3 separate regions of the Mus musculus genome follow, and regions 1 and 2 are each linked to region 3. The links are chromatin contacts, called in public Hi-C and promoter capture Hi-C maps. All regions are on one chromosome and are shown on one strand. Each heading gives the region's core, a stretch centred on a gene start, on an enhancer-like site or on the middle of the called end of the contact. The rest is flanking DNA. Distances are from core to core; before and after follow the strand shown.

What was found. Promoter capture Hi-C pulls out the DNA fragments that hold promoters and counts their contacts. A called contact is a pair of places that touch in the nucleus more often than the background predicts.
Region 1: a contact with region 3 is called in a promoter capture Hi-C map of embryonic stem cells. The contact joins the promoter of Abca12 here to the promoter of Atic in region 3. A contact is called at or near these places in 2 of 39 promoter capture datasets (the 3T3-L1 cell line and embryonic stem cells) and 1 of 9 other capture datasets (liver).
Region 2: a Hi-C map of the N1E-115 cell line shows a contact between it and region 3, with 2.9 times the contacts expected there. The contact joins the enhancer-like site here to the promoter of Atic in region 3. A contact is called at or near these places in 1 of 39 promoter capture datasets (neural stem cells), 2 of 484 Hi-C or Micro-C datasets (the N1E-115 cell line and nephron progenitors), 5 of 115 datasets of contacts at active chromatin or transcription factors (bone marrow-derived macrophages and embryonic stem cells) and 1 of 9 other capture datasets (adipose tissue).

Annotation. Positions count from the first base shown.
Region 1 is chr1:71,412,173-71,416,323 of GRCm38.p6, forward strand. Abca12 (ATP-binding cassette, sub-family A (ABC1), member 12) reads right to left here and starts at 2,738. Exons shown (of 53, transcript NM_175210.3): 1 at 2,342-2,738. The coding sequence starts at 2,410.
Region 2 is chr1:71,775,597-71,779,604 of GRCm38.p6, forward strand. No RefSeq gene overlaps it. Among named protein-coding and RNA genes, the nearest start is that of Gm30308, 36 kb to the right of the region's middle. Within about 2 kb of position 1,530, at least 22 of the 459 cell types and tissues checked have an H3K27ac peak or open chromatin away from gene starts, as enhancers often do. A contact at or near this core is called in the N1E-115 cell line, where this site is marked.
Region 3 is chr1:71,555,120-71,559,144 of GRCm38.p6, forward strand. Atic (5-aminoimidazole-4-carboxamide ribonucleotide formyltransferase/IMP cyclohydrolase) reads left to right here and starts at 2,037. Exons shown (of 16, transcript NM_026195.3): 1 at 2,037-2,155; 2 at 2,378-2,504. The coding sequence starts at 2,137.

The DNA.
Region 1 (4,151 bases), core at 1,488-3,987, 140 kb before region 3:
GTTGTCCCTGCAAAGTGTATCCCAGGTGAATTCTTAGGTTATATCTTATGTTCTTTCTCGAATCACATAGCTGTCTGTAAGTCTTGTGACATTTCCCATCCTACTATATGCATTTGTATTTTCTCCACAGTGCCCAGTCTACTTTAATATTTTTTGTCTTTCCTTTTCTTTCTTTTTTTTTTAAGATTTATTTATTTATTTATTTTATGAGTAGACTGTCATTCTTTTCAGACACCCCGGAAGAGGGCATCAGAGTCCGTTACAGATGTTGTGAGCCACCATGTGATTGCTGGGAATTGAACTCAGTCAGGACCTCTGGAAGAGCAGTCCGTGTTCTTAACCACTGAGCCATCCCTCCAGCCCCTCATCTTTCCTTTCTTTCTTGTGCCATTGTTTCCATTCTCCTCCTTTATAATTTTTCCTTCCCACGGTCTCGCTTTGATACAAAGCTTCTTTTTAAACTTAGGGACGGTTGACATAGTGGCAATATTGGTGTTTTCCTTGCCATTCGATAAGGACAGTTCATTTCCAGTATCACACACTTTCATTTGAGTTTTCTTAAGTTTGAAAGTCTGTCTTTGAAATACCATTTTCAGAATTAATGTACAGATAAAGATACTGGCATTTTAAAAGCCTAATTAGGGAGGAGAATATTCACTTGAAATCTTGGCATGTGTTTTGGAGAACTTGGGATTAAATGATTAAAATTTTAGAAACTGCAAGGAAGCGAACAAACTGAGAACTGATTTTATTAACAATATACCAGTTTTCGCTTCTTTTTCGTTTTTTGTTTCTGATTTTTGAATATATAGCTTTAAATAAATATCTGCTTCTCTTCTATTCTCTGTTTGCATGGACTTCCATTCATCATTAATTTGGATAAAATAAGATGTCCATATTACTCAAATCCCTCCACAATTTATACTCATTAGAAAGCAGCTGGGAATCTAGGTCCGTACTTGCCACGTCTTAGGATGGATCTGACAGACCTTGTGCCCATTTTGTAAGTGGAAAAACCAGAGCTCAAGCGGTGATGCTGTATCATCCTGGGAGGAGCTCTGACTCATGCTTGGGATATCCACATACCCACAACTGCGCTGCCCTGGTGAAGGATATCCAGAATCACCCACGTGGGAAGTATGGGGGGAATTTCTTTCTCTGTGCCGTTTTTTACAGTTAACACACAAACAAACAAAAAAGTCAACGATTTCATCATTTTATGTTTAGCAGACCCGTTCGATCACGTGACGCTTCATGACCTAAAGCTCTGCCTATCAGATTCCCTAAAGTAAGTAACCACCTAGCTAATTCTTCCTTTTAATACCTACATTAGAATGGTGTGGTTTCAGGCTCTGCAAGCCAGTGCAGAGTGAGATAAGGAACCTGGATCAAATGCTGGGTTTTATGATGCAACTGATTTGCATATCTGCATTACCCAACTGAGGCAAGAGTGACTGCTCTAAAGAGAAGAGGATTCAATAAGGTTCGGGGTTCTCCTAGTTCTCATACGCTCTTCTGAACACATAGGTCACAGAAACATGTTCCTGCCCCAGCTCTCTGGACTCTGTCCTGTGGAGTTCTGAATAGCTTGGCTTTGTAATTTAAAAAAACAAGCATTAATGTGAGAGCACCAAAGTCATGTGAAAAAACAGCAGAGTCAGTGGTAGTCTTAAAAACAGTAATATACATGTAATATAGATGTACATATAGGTCATATATATGTCATACACACAACACACACAGTCTCATTTCCAGTAAATGATTTTTAGATACTTGAATTCCTTTTGAACGTTTTCCATTCTAGCAACCTTCACCCTACTATCTTTTCATCCAAGTCGTTATCACTTTTCGCTTTCTGGAACATCCCTTCCCATCTCCAATGCATTCTAATGTTACTTTCATTCATCCCATTAGAAATCCACCTCATTTCTAATGACATTAGGAAAAATTCTAGAAGCACTCGGCTTACACCCAAACTTCCACACCAGTACCAGTTCCTCCAGTAACAAGGTACATCCTTGGCTTTGCTCAGGGACTGTCCCAATTTACTCTTTTAATTTACTCAAATCAAAAGGCTGCTTTGGGGACATGTCTTAACTCGCCCCATTAGCTGAAAGACGGATGGAGACAAGAATTCTAAGTATCTTATTTCTCCTTTGGAAAAAAATGCCTTTAAACTCTTCTCTGTCTAGTTCTCATTAACATCACATTTTAGGATTTATTGCTTCGTATTCCTGCCCCTGCCTGCGTCCCTCCCCCCTCCCCCCCCCCCACCACCACCACCCCCCCCCACCCCCCCGCACTCCCACCTTAGACAAAACAAAACAAAGAAACTCCTCACCGGCTGCCTTTTGACACCTAGCCAATTTTTCCACACCAGGATCCGAAGCTGATGAAACTGGGAAGCCATCCTTCAGACACCCTGAAGACAAACAAAATGTTCCTGTCTCTTCCTCCAGTCCTCAAGAGAAGTGGTGTCCCGTCTAATATGCTGTATGCCAGTGCGTTGGGAGCCTTTTCACGGCATAGCTTCGTAGGGCCTGGGGTAAGAAGCCCACAGTTCTTCTCTTCCCAATGGATTTGTTTTTCCGGTCAGTAAATCCTTAACTCTTCTCAACCAAAAAGTCTTCAGGAATGAGGAGCCAGCTCAGTGCCTTTCAGTGGCTTGTGCTTATTGTAAAATACTGCCTCTTGTGCGAAGTCCACACTCCAGAGAGAATGAGTATCATTCAGATAATGCCCCACTGTAAAACAAACAAAAGGTGAACCCACACCTCCTACTCTCCAGAAATTACCTGCCTATCCACACCTTAGAGAACGTGTCACCTGCACTAGACGCGTCATAGGAATTAGGCGGGACCCTGGAAGGGCCAGTAGGACTTGTCCTGCATCCCTTTGCTTTCCTCCCTACACATAGTCCCTGCTGTGGCAGGCGCTGGGTACTGAGGATTTTACAGGTTCCCTAGGCCAGAGAGTGACTCCTGGAGTGTTTTAAACATTTTAATGGGATGTACTAAATCAGATGCAAAGCGGTAATCTCAGCCCATGGTTAGATGATAGACTACGAAAGCTCCAAACTTTAGCTTAGAAATGTAATGTTCTGATTTGGGGAACGTGATTAGGCCAGTTGAGCTCTGTCTCCTATCACAGTTCACTACGTTAAGCACGGTGCCTATGTTTAATGGTCAGCTGAAGGTAACAAAATGAAATGCTGTGGGTAGTTCTGGCTTAAAGGGGACACAAATTGACCCAGAATGTTTCTGCTAATCTCTCTGCCTAGGGTATTCTCTGTCCCATCTAGGTCTGTACCTCTCAGAGTTGTCTCCACAGTGACATCTTCTACAAAGGTCTTTTAAATGACCTCATCAGATGTATCTATCCCTCTTTATAGTCCATTACAATTCTTTGCTACTATCTCTCTCTAATAATTTATAATTTTGTCTTATTGTTATTGTGAATGTCTCAATTAGTTTAAAAATTCTATGCGAACACGAATGATTGTATATCACACTGCTGTGTGTATGACCAGTGCTTAAGAATCACCACTGGATAAAAAAGATAGACCACGTAAGCCAATCAAATTCATCTTTGATTCTTACTTCTTGACCTGATTGATCGAGACTCTACTTGACAAATCAGTTACAGCATTGTTTGAGTTCTTCCTACAAGTCAGAAGTAAATGTTGGCTCAGTTGCCTGGTCTCCATGCCAACTCTGGGAGCTTGGTGTCAGCCAGCCTGGGGCAGACTGGATCCATGATAGAGCATGCCCATTACCTCAGCTTTAGCTCACCTTACTGTGAAGTCTCCAAACCCAATCCACCAGGCCAAGAGTTCTGAGTATGGAGAATGTGTGCCTTATGAGTTTTTGTTTCTAGACAAGGTTACAAAGTATTCTCTGGATGACAGAAAGCCCTCTAAAATAGTTGTGCCCTTTCAGCTTGGTGGGGAGAGGTACAGAGATAAGATTTATCTAACTATCACAGTTTCTAAAAATGACTACAGACTCTGTTTTCCTGAAATCTTAAACTGCTGTCACAATTCACAAGTGTGTGATAGTTCACAAACAAACAGAGCTTAATTGGGAAGGCAAAGTAGGGTTGGGATGTGATTCTAAGCATTGAGGGACATTGCTGGCATGGTGGCTTTACTA
Region 2 (4,008 bases), core at 280-2,779, 220 kb after region 3:
AGGGGAAGATCTCACAGGGTTCACTTTCTCTGGAGCTGGAAATTCACTGCTACTGAATGGGGAACAAAACATCACTCGACTTGGTCTGGTCAGTACCCAGCGTTTTCAGGAGCACAGGCTATGAGCAGTGTGGTTCTTTTTCTTTTTTGAAGCACCTCTACCTTCCATTAATTCACATTCAGTAAATGAACCGCTCCCCGCAACCTCCCCCGCGCCCCCCCCCCCCCCCCCCGCCAGATGTCTATCGAAATGAGTCAACATTTTGCCCATTAAAGCTACCTGATTGTAAAGTGTCTAGCTTCCAATCTGACAAAAATAAACAAATGCGCTAAATTAGCCAAAGAAGCTCAGAGATAAAATTAGCAGGCTGTTTATAAAACTCTGGATGTGCTTGGGAGACAGGTGAGGACGGCCCCTCAGCCACGCTTGCAGCCAAACCCCGGGAAAGCGTTACAGCTGGGAACGCGGTGATTAATTAGAGGTGTACATTTCACATCAGACACACGTATTCGGTTCTGAACAGTCCGTCCCAGGTGCTGTGTGAATGATGGGAGGAATTGCGTGTCTGTCTCCCAAGACGCAACCAGAGAATATGAAGCATAGCTTTTTGTTATAACTCTGCAATCTTAAAGCAAAACAGATGGGTGGGAGCAACTCGCCATGAAAGCAAGTCCACAGTGCAATCAGCGTAGAGCGAGGTTTCTCTTTCTCTGTCGTCATTCGCCTTAGATATGTAACCCTTGAATAGCATCCGGTACTCTGAATTGCAGGTTGAGGACAGAAAGCTTGCTTTCGAAGTGTATTGTGCTATCAAACAAAAGGGCTGGGTACAGCAGGTTTTCAAATTTAGTGTGCTAAAAGGCCCCTGGAGTATGTATTAAGGGATAAATTGCTGGGCCTCAGTCCCTAGCGATTCTGACTCCCTAGGGCATCACTATTATCTAGAAGAGTCCCCCAAAATGACCCTGATTCTGATGGTTTGGGATTATGTTAAAAGCAAAGTTAAGAACCACTGCCTTGGTGCTGGTTTTTTTTTTCCTCCGAAAAAGATGCCTCCTACCAGACAACTGTATACTTGTTAATTTCATTCATCTCTTAATATTTATTGAGTAATCTGTCCTGTGCTAGGCTAGATAGGGGGTAAAATGATATTCAGAGCAGCCAGTCGATAATTGGATTCAGGCAGCTGATCATCTCAGGGAGAGAGGGAGAGACAGATATTCATCGCAGCATCACACACATAATTGTGAAATTACCTTTGGTAAGTTCTGTTACAAGTGGCATACAGTGTTACAGAAAGCGGGAGAATCGGAATGAGAGGATGAATCTCATTAGCTCTGCAAGGGTAAACAGAACCAGCTCTTAGGTTTCAATTCTGAAAGCTCTTGTCTCAGGTCTTGCTCCTAGGATAGCGTATTTGCCAGCAGGCTACTCCATCCCTGCTGTGCCACACGTTGCTGGAAATGGATGGCATTTATGTTCTGCATGTCCATGCTGAGATAACATGTCGGGCTCTCAATCACAGGCTACAACCTGAAATCTTTTCCTTAAGATGAATCACGCCATCAGATGAAAGAGCCCAGTGTTAGAATCCACAAGGCCTCTGACAAAAACTCACTGGTCATCTTGATCTAGAAATGGAATCTGCATGAAGAAATGGTGCAGTTTGAAAGACATGGATTCCAAGGACTTCAACAATAGACTGCTAAATCCTTCCTTGCCGGAATGCCCAGGGTTTTTGACAAGAAACCATGGCCGTACAAGTCAGCCACAGATTCAAGCTGCAGAAAAGAAGAAAACGTAGATAGCAGATGACAATGTACAAAGCCTAAGTACAGCCGTAACCCTATTAAAAATCCAAAAGGTCTCTGAGCTAGATTGTTTCATTAGATCGAAAGCCATCACTTTGAAAGTGAACTACACAAAACCCATTAAGAATGGAAAGAACTTGTGATCTAGACACTGGTGACCAAAAACCTTATTCCAAACATTTTCTTGGTATTCTTAGACTCTGCATTAAAGAGCAGAAAAGCGGACGGCTCGCCCTCAATGAGTTCACGGTCTCCTGCAGACATAGCCAAGGACATTCTCACGTGTCAAGGGCACTTAAGATGGAGAGAGAGGAAACAAATCAGACTTCAGTGTCCATTCTAGGAGACAATGCCTCTTAGTAGATAAACAGCTTACAGAAAAGACTCTGGATGTTGAAGCCAGAGATTTGATATCTGAGCCCACCTCTGCTGCTTGTGTCAGTAGCAAAATGCCTGAAGAGTGTGTGGGCTGTTTGGGTAGCAGATCCTTCCTTGTGATGCCAGCCAATACTTGGCTTCGGTGGTTTAGCGCAGTAATACTTCTGTGCATTGTTTCGTCGTAGGATGCTAATTCGTCTCATTCTTGGTGGGAAGACCCTCCATTTCACCCAGGATTTGGGTAGGAAAGAGAAAAGAGGATTGCATTTTATATCGCCACTGTATTTTCTCTAAGCGGCCCATTCATTCCAAAATTCTCTTTCCACAATCTTGTCCCTTGACAGCTTTGACTTGAGAGTTTCCTCAGCTCTTTGTCGGGCATAGCTCTCTGTCATTTGCTTTATAACTTAGTCTGAGCTCTTACACGTTTGCCGATCTACAGCCTTCCAGTGGTATACTTCAGAATCTTAGACGGGGTTGGGGGGAGGCGGGGAGAGACTATAAATACAGTCGTGAAGCTCTCTTAATTAACCCTCACTAATAGCAACAGGCACGAGGAAATTGTCTTAACTTGTAGTTGCTATTACATACTACTTGAAGTACAGATGAGCTAGGATGGAGAGACGGCTCAGCAGTGACGAGCCCATATTGTTCTTCCCGCTATCCCTATGAGTCAGCCAATCAATGCCTGTAACTCTAGCTCCAGGAGATCTGACGCCCTCTTCTGGCCACCTCAGGCACCTACAATCTCATGCATATAGCCGGAAACAAACACACACATATGCACCTAATTTAAAATAAAATGAAAATCTTTAAAGGAAAATACCGATCAGAGATAATTTTTTAATCAAAAAATTATAGCACACAAATATTCAGAGATTCAAAGTCCAATAATTTATCTAGTTCCCGAAGAAAAATTAACATTTTTGCTCAGCCTCTGAAGATAGGCATGCATGGGGAATGGTATACTTCTCCGTCAAAAATAAAATGTGTGGTAATTATTAGGCTTATTTATTTATTAATATCATAATTTATATGATATAAACATAGCAAATTTGATTTCCCGAAGTGACAGCCCCTCAGATTTCTCATTTAAACAGTTAATAAAATGATTTAATATTTTGAAGAGAGCAGTAATCTTATTTTCTCCTAAAATGTAAGTCTAAATTGATCACTATGTAGAATCCAGTTAATACTCTGTTTATAAAGATATCCATGATATATCCGTATGTATTCAGTACATTGGGCATCGAATCTATTGTGAAAATTTCATTACGATACTTTCTGTTGTTCAAGGAGAACGAATTGTTTTCAATCATCTTTTTATGCGATTGTTTGGATGGTTCACAATTCATGGACTGGGTAAAGCAAATGTAAAATAGAAAGAAGAGGCCAGGAAGGAGAAGAAGAGGAAGAGGAAGAGGAAGAGGAAAGAGAATTCAGGAAGAAGGGAGGTCGAGGAGAGGAACAAAGAGAAAGGGAAGGAAAGGAAAAAGAAAAGAGAAAGACATTCCAGTTCACCTTCAGTTCTCAGACTGATCTTAATTTCTTTTTTAAGGTTTATTTATTTATTTATTTGGAACAGGGTCCCTCTTTGTAGCTCTGGCTAGAATTTACTATGTAGACCAGGCTGACTTCGAACTCACAGAGATCCTCCAGCCTGTGCTGGAATTAGACATGCATGTGTACTGCCATGCTTGGCTCGGTGACTTTTTAAAGGTTCCTGGTTAGTAATGATCTTATTTAAGAAATAAAGACAAAAAACAATTCATCTTGATTTGACTCCCCTCTAGGATAGATTTTTTAAAAAAGATTTATT
Region 3 (4,025 bases), core at 787-3,286:
AGGAAGATTGCCCTAAGGAAGTGACTTTGTCCAGGGTGATCAAACAACTAAAAACAGAACTCATTTTTTCTTCCTGTTACTAACATGAAACAAGCACCAAGTCTGTATTCTAAAACTATGAGAGAATGGAATCAAGGCTAATCACTGTAAATAGCTTTAAATAAAAGAAAGGAATGTGTCTTGCCCTGTTACCAGAAGCCCTAGTTAATTCAGTTTAATACCTTGGTTTTTGTTTGTTTGTTTGTTTGTTTGTTTTTAACTGGTGTTTTCTTACTGCCCCAGGGTATGTGTCTGCACTTTCTTCCCAAGTTGAGCTCCTGGGCAGGTAAGGAGGTCATAGCTTTCCTTCTTTATGTCCGGGAGAAAGGGCTAAATATTTGCCTATGTATTATTTTTTCAATGTGGAAAATGTCTAGTGTCTAAGCGCTGTTTATTTCCTTTTATTGTTTATTGCTTTCTCTGCTTTCTAGTTCCTGTAGAAATCTAATGTGGTTGGCCAGGGAAGTCCCCTGGAAGTCCAGGAGCACCAGGCTCACACATGTAAACAAACCTTCACGCAGGCAAAACACCCATATACTTAAAATAAAATTTTAAAGATAAGATAAAGAGAAATATTTCTTGGAAACACCTTTGCCCACTGAGCCACTCACTTGTTCTTCCTGAATTTTGACTATTTCATACCCTCTTATAGTAGCTAACTAAAGGCTGATTACAATCTTATATGCGTGGAACTAATTATTCTAATATCTGTCACCTTTTGTTGTTTGTTTAACATTTTTGAGACAAGGTCTTGCTGTTTCTTTGGCAGGTATGGGACTTAAAGTGTGGACCAAACTAGCTCCAAACTTGCAATGATCTTTCTGAACCTTGTTCACCTCTGTACATTGAAAGTTGTGAACACATCCTGAAGACACTCTCATGATCCTAATATATCTTCCTTAGAAACATGAGAGGTGTTCAGAGCAAGGAGTTAACACGTTCTGAGGTCAGAAAAATGAGATAGATATTTGATCAATAGATATTTGGAGAAGGAAAAAGAGATTGGACTATTAGAGAGGAAAGACAAGAAGCAGACTAGCATCCAAATAATAGGAAAATGGACTTTGCACAGATTGGGAGACTAGACTGGAAATAAAAAGCTAAGCTTTCTATAGAATTGTACAATTTTAGGCTCCTTTATAGAATTTTTAAGTTCTTTTTTGGAATTGTATTAAAGAACATTACAAAAGAAAACATAATCAAAAAATTAATTCTAAACATTAATGTTAAAAATAGGGCTGTTAGCCGGGCAGTGGTGGCACATGCCTTTAATCCCAGCACTTGGGAGGCAGAGGCAGGCTGATTTCTGAGTTCGAAGCCAGCCTGGTTACAGAGTGAGTTCCAGGACAGCCAGGAATACATAGAGAAACCCTGTCTCGGAAAAAAAAAAAAAATAGGGCTGTGTATACAGCAAGATATGTTTATTTTGTGCCAAAGGTGTCACTTTTATTAAAAAGAAGCAGATGAGCTCAATTTTGCTATTCCTATTTTTAATAACTTAAGTCTTGAAACCTTTACTCCTGCCACCTGGGCTTGAAGGAAAAGAGCATTTTACACATGGTGATCTTGATGTAAATTCCAGGCCATTTTATAATGTGGTATGAAAAACTTCAAATGACGGTCATTTTACTTCTTTGGGGCTCTCAACTGTGGAGGCAATGACTTCATGCGTAGGTCTCCCAGACCTGTAAAAGGGAGACCATAGCAGAAGGCTTCTCTAATCCTTTCTGACATCGTCAGACAGGGTCTGTTTAGTCCTCTCGCTAGTTTCCCCCAATCAGTGCTCCAGCCGCCGCGGCCCCACCTCCCGGGACCTCAGCAGCAGCACCCCAGATGCGCGCGAACCGCGAGTCCCCACGCCCAGATCTGGGTTCGGAAAGAGGAAGCCCGCGGCTACAGATCCCAGGCTCCGGAGTTAGCAGCCGCCCCGCCCAGCGGCGCCTTCCACCCTAGGCTGCAGCTCACTGGAGGAGGGGCGGGACCTCGGGGTCACGTGGGGTCGACACGCCCTGCCCACTGCTTCCTGAACCGCGGGGTCCGGCCTGCCTGCCTACGCACGTGGCCTGTCCGTCCCTTGACTCCGCGACCCAACGCAGCATGGCTCCGTCTCAGCTTGGTGAGGCCCTCGCGATGCATCATAGGGGTCCTGCCTGCACCATCCCCGCCACCCACTCATGCCGCTGGCCGAGCTGGGGAGGCCCCGGGCCCGGCCTGCAGGCTGGGTGTCCCCAGTGCTGGGCCCTGGGCCTGCAGTTGCATGAGTCCCCTTCCCAGGAGTCCTCCCCGGGAGATCTCGGTGCCAGAAGCCGCGAGTAATGAGAACTGCCTTCTCTTTCAGCCCTGTTCAGTGTGTCTGACAAAACTGGCCTCGTGGAATTTGCCAGAAGTCTCGCGTCTCTTGGTTTGAGTCTGGTCGCTTCCGGAGGCACGGCAAAAGCGATCAGGGATGCTGGCCTGGCAGTCAGGTAAGGCAGTAGGTAGCGTTAAAGGGAGAAAAACGTTGTGACCATATTCACCAGAAAGCCATGCAAAAAACTGACAAAACACAGGGAGAAGTTAGGTTAGAACTAGGGAGCCTTGAGTTTTAGAGTCCTAGCACCCAGCCACTGTTTGCAAACAAATTAACTTCGGAGGGCCATGTGTTATGCAGAATAAACACGAATGTTCAGGTTCCATGGCCTGGCTTTGACTGGTTGCACAGTTAGACTGTAACATCTTTGAAGATCTGTATCTCCCTCTTCATAGCCTCACCCATCAGAAAGTACCAGTGGCTCGATCACACTCATCTCCTGACTAACAGTGGGAAGGGTTTGACAAGAGATGTCAGGAGATGACCCTGAAGGTCTGGAAGGTAGAAAAGGAAAAAGACCTTAGTTCCCTGGCTGTTTTCATTGCCATTATAACTCTTGGTTTGTGGAGAATCCCTATAGAGGTAAATTATTCACCTCTTCATAACTCTTGTTTGTGTAAGCAGTACATAACCCCTGTACATTTGACAGCTTCAGACAGCAAGAATGCCTTTACTTAGTAAATGTCTTCAGTGGATTCTCTTGTGACTTATGGGAGTCCGGAGCATCAGGGACAGCAGACAAGTAGGCTCCTGTGAGGTGCAGTTGAGTTACTGTGGAGCTGGTATGGGTAGGCCATTGTTGCTGTGGCATTTACGATGAAGTACGAGGAGTTCTTGCATTGTCTATCGCCTAGTTTAAATGTTTCTCAGATGGTCATTCATATTTCCACGCCACTGCCCAGTATTTGCTTGCCCCGTTACGCCTTCTCGTATTCTTTTGGTGGTATGGAAGACTGACCCCAATGTCCAGTCCACTCCTGAGCTGTATCCCTAGTTCATTTTTTATGCTTTGCTTCAGAAACTTTTAAAACTTAGAGCCAGGGTCTCTGTAGGTTGCCCAGGCTGGCCTTGAACTTGTGATCCTCCTGCCTCTTCCTCCTTGAGTGAGTTGGAGTATGGATATCTTTTAGAAATTAGAACTATGTCCTGTTAAAGAGTAAGTGTTTTTGTTTGTTTATGCGGGTCCTGGTGCATGGGAGACAAACTTTGTACACCTGAGCCATATTTCCAGTCCAAACATATTTTTAATGTTTTTGTTGTTGTTAAATTCACTATAAATGATTCTCAGTAGAATCTCTTTGCTTTGTTTGTTTGCTTTTGGTTTTTCAGGCAATGGTTTCCCTATGTTGTCCTGGAACTTTATCTGTAGACCAGGCTGGGCTTGAACTCACAGAGATCCACTTGCCCCTGCCTCCTGAGTGATGGGATTAAAGACGTGTGCCACCACTGCCCTTGAATTTCATAATTAAAGGTTGTTAAGAGTCTGGACATTGTAAAGCCAGTGCTTTAATACCTAATTGATTTTCTAAAACATATCATTTAGGAAATATAACATTTTGCAGTATATGAATAACATTTAGGAAATCCAACACAGTGAAAATTTTTAAAGCTTTGCTTAAGTTGGACTTGAAAAAAA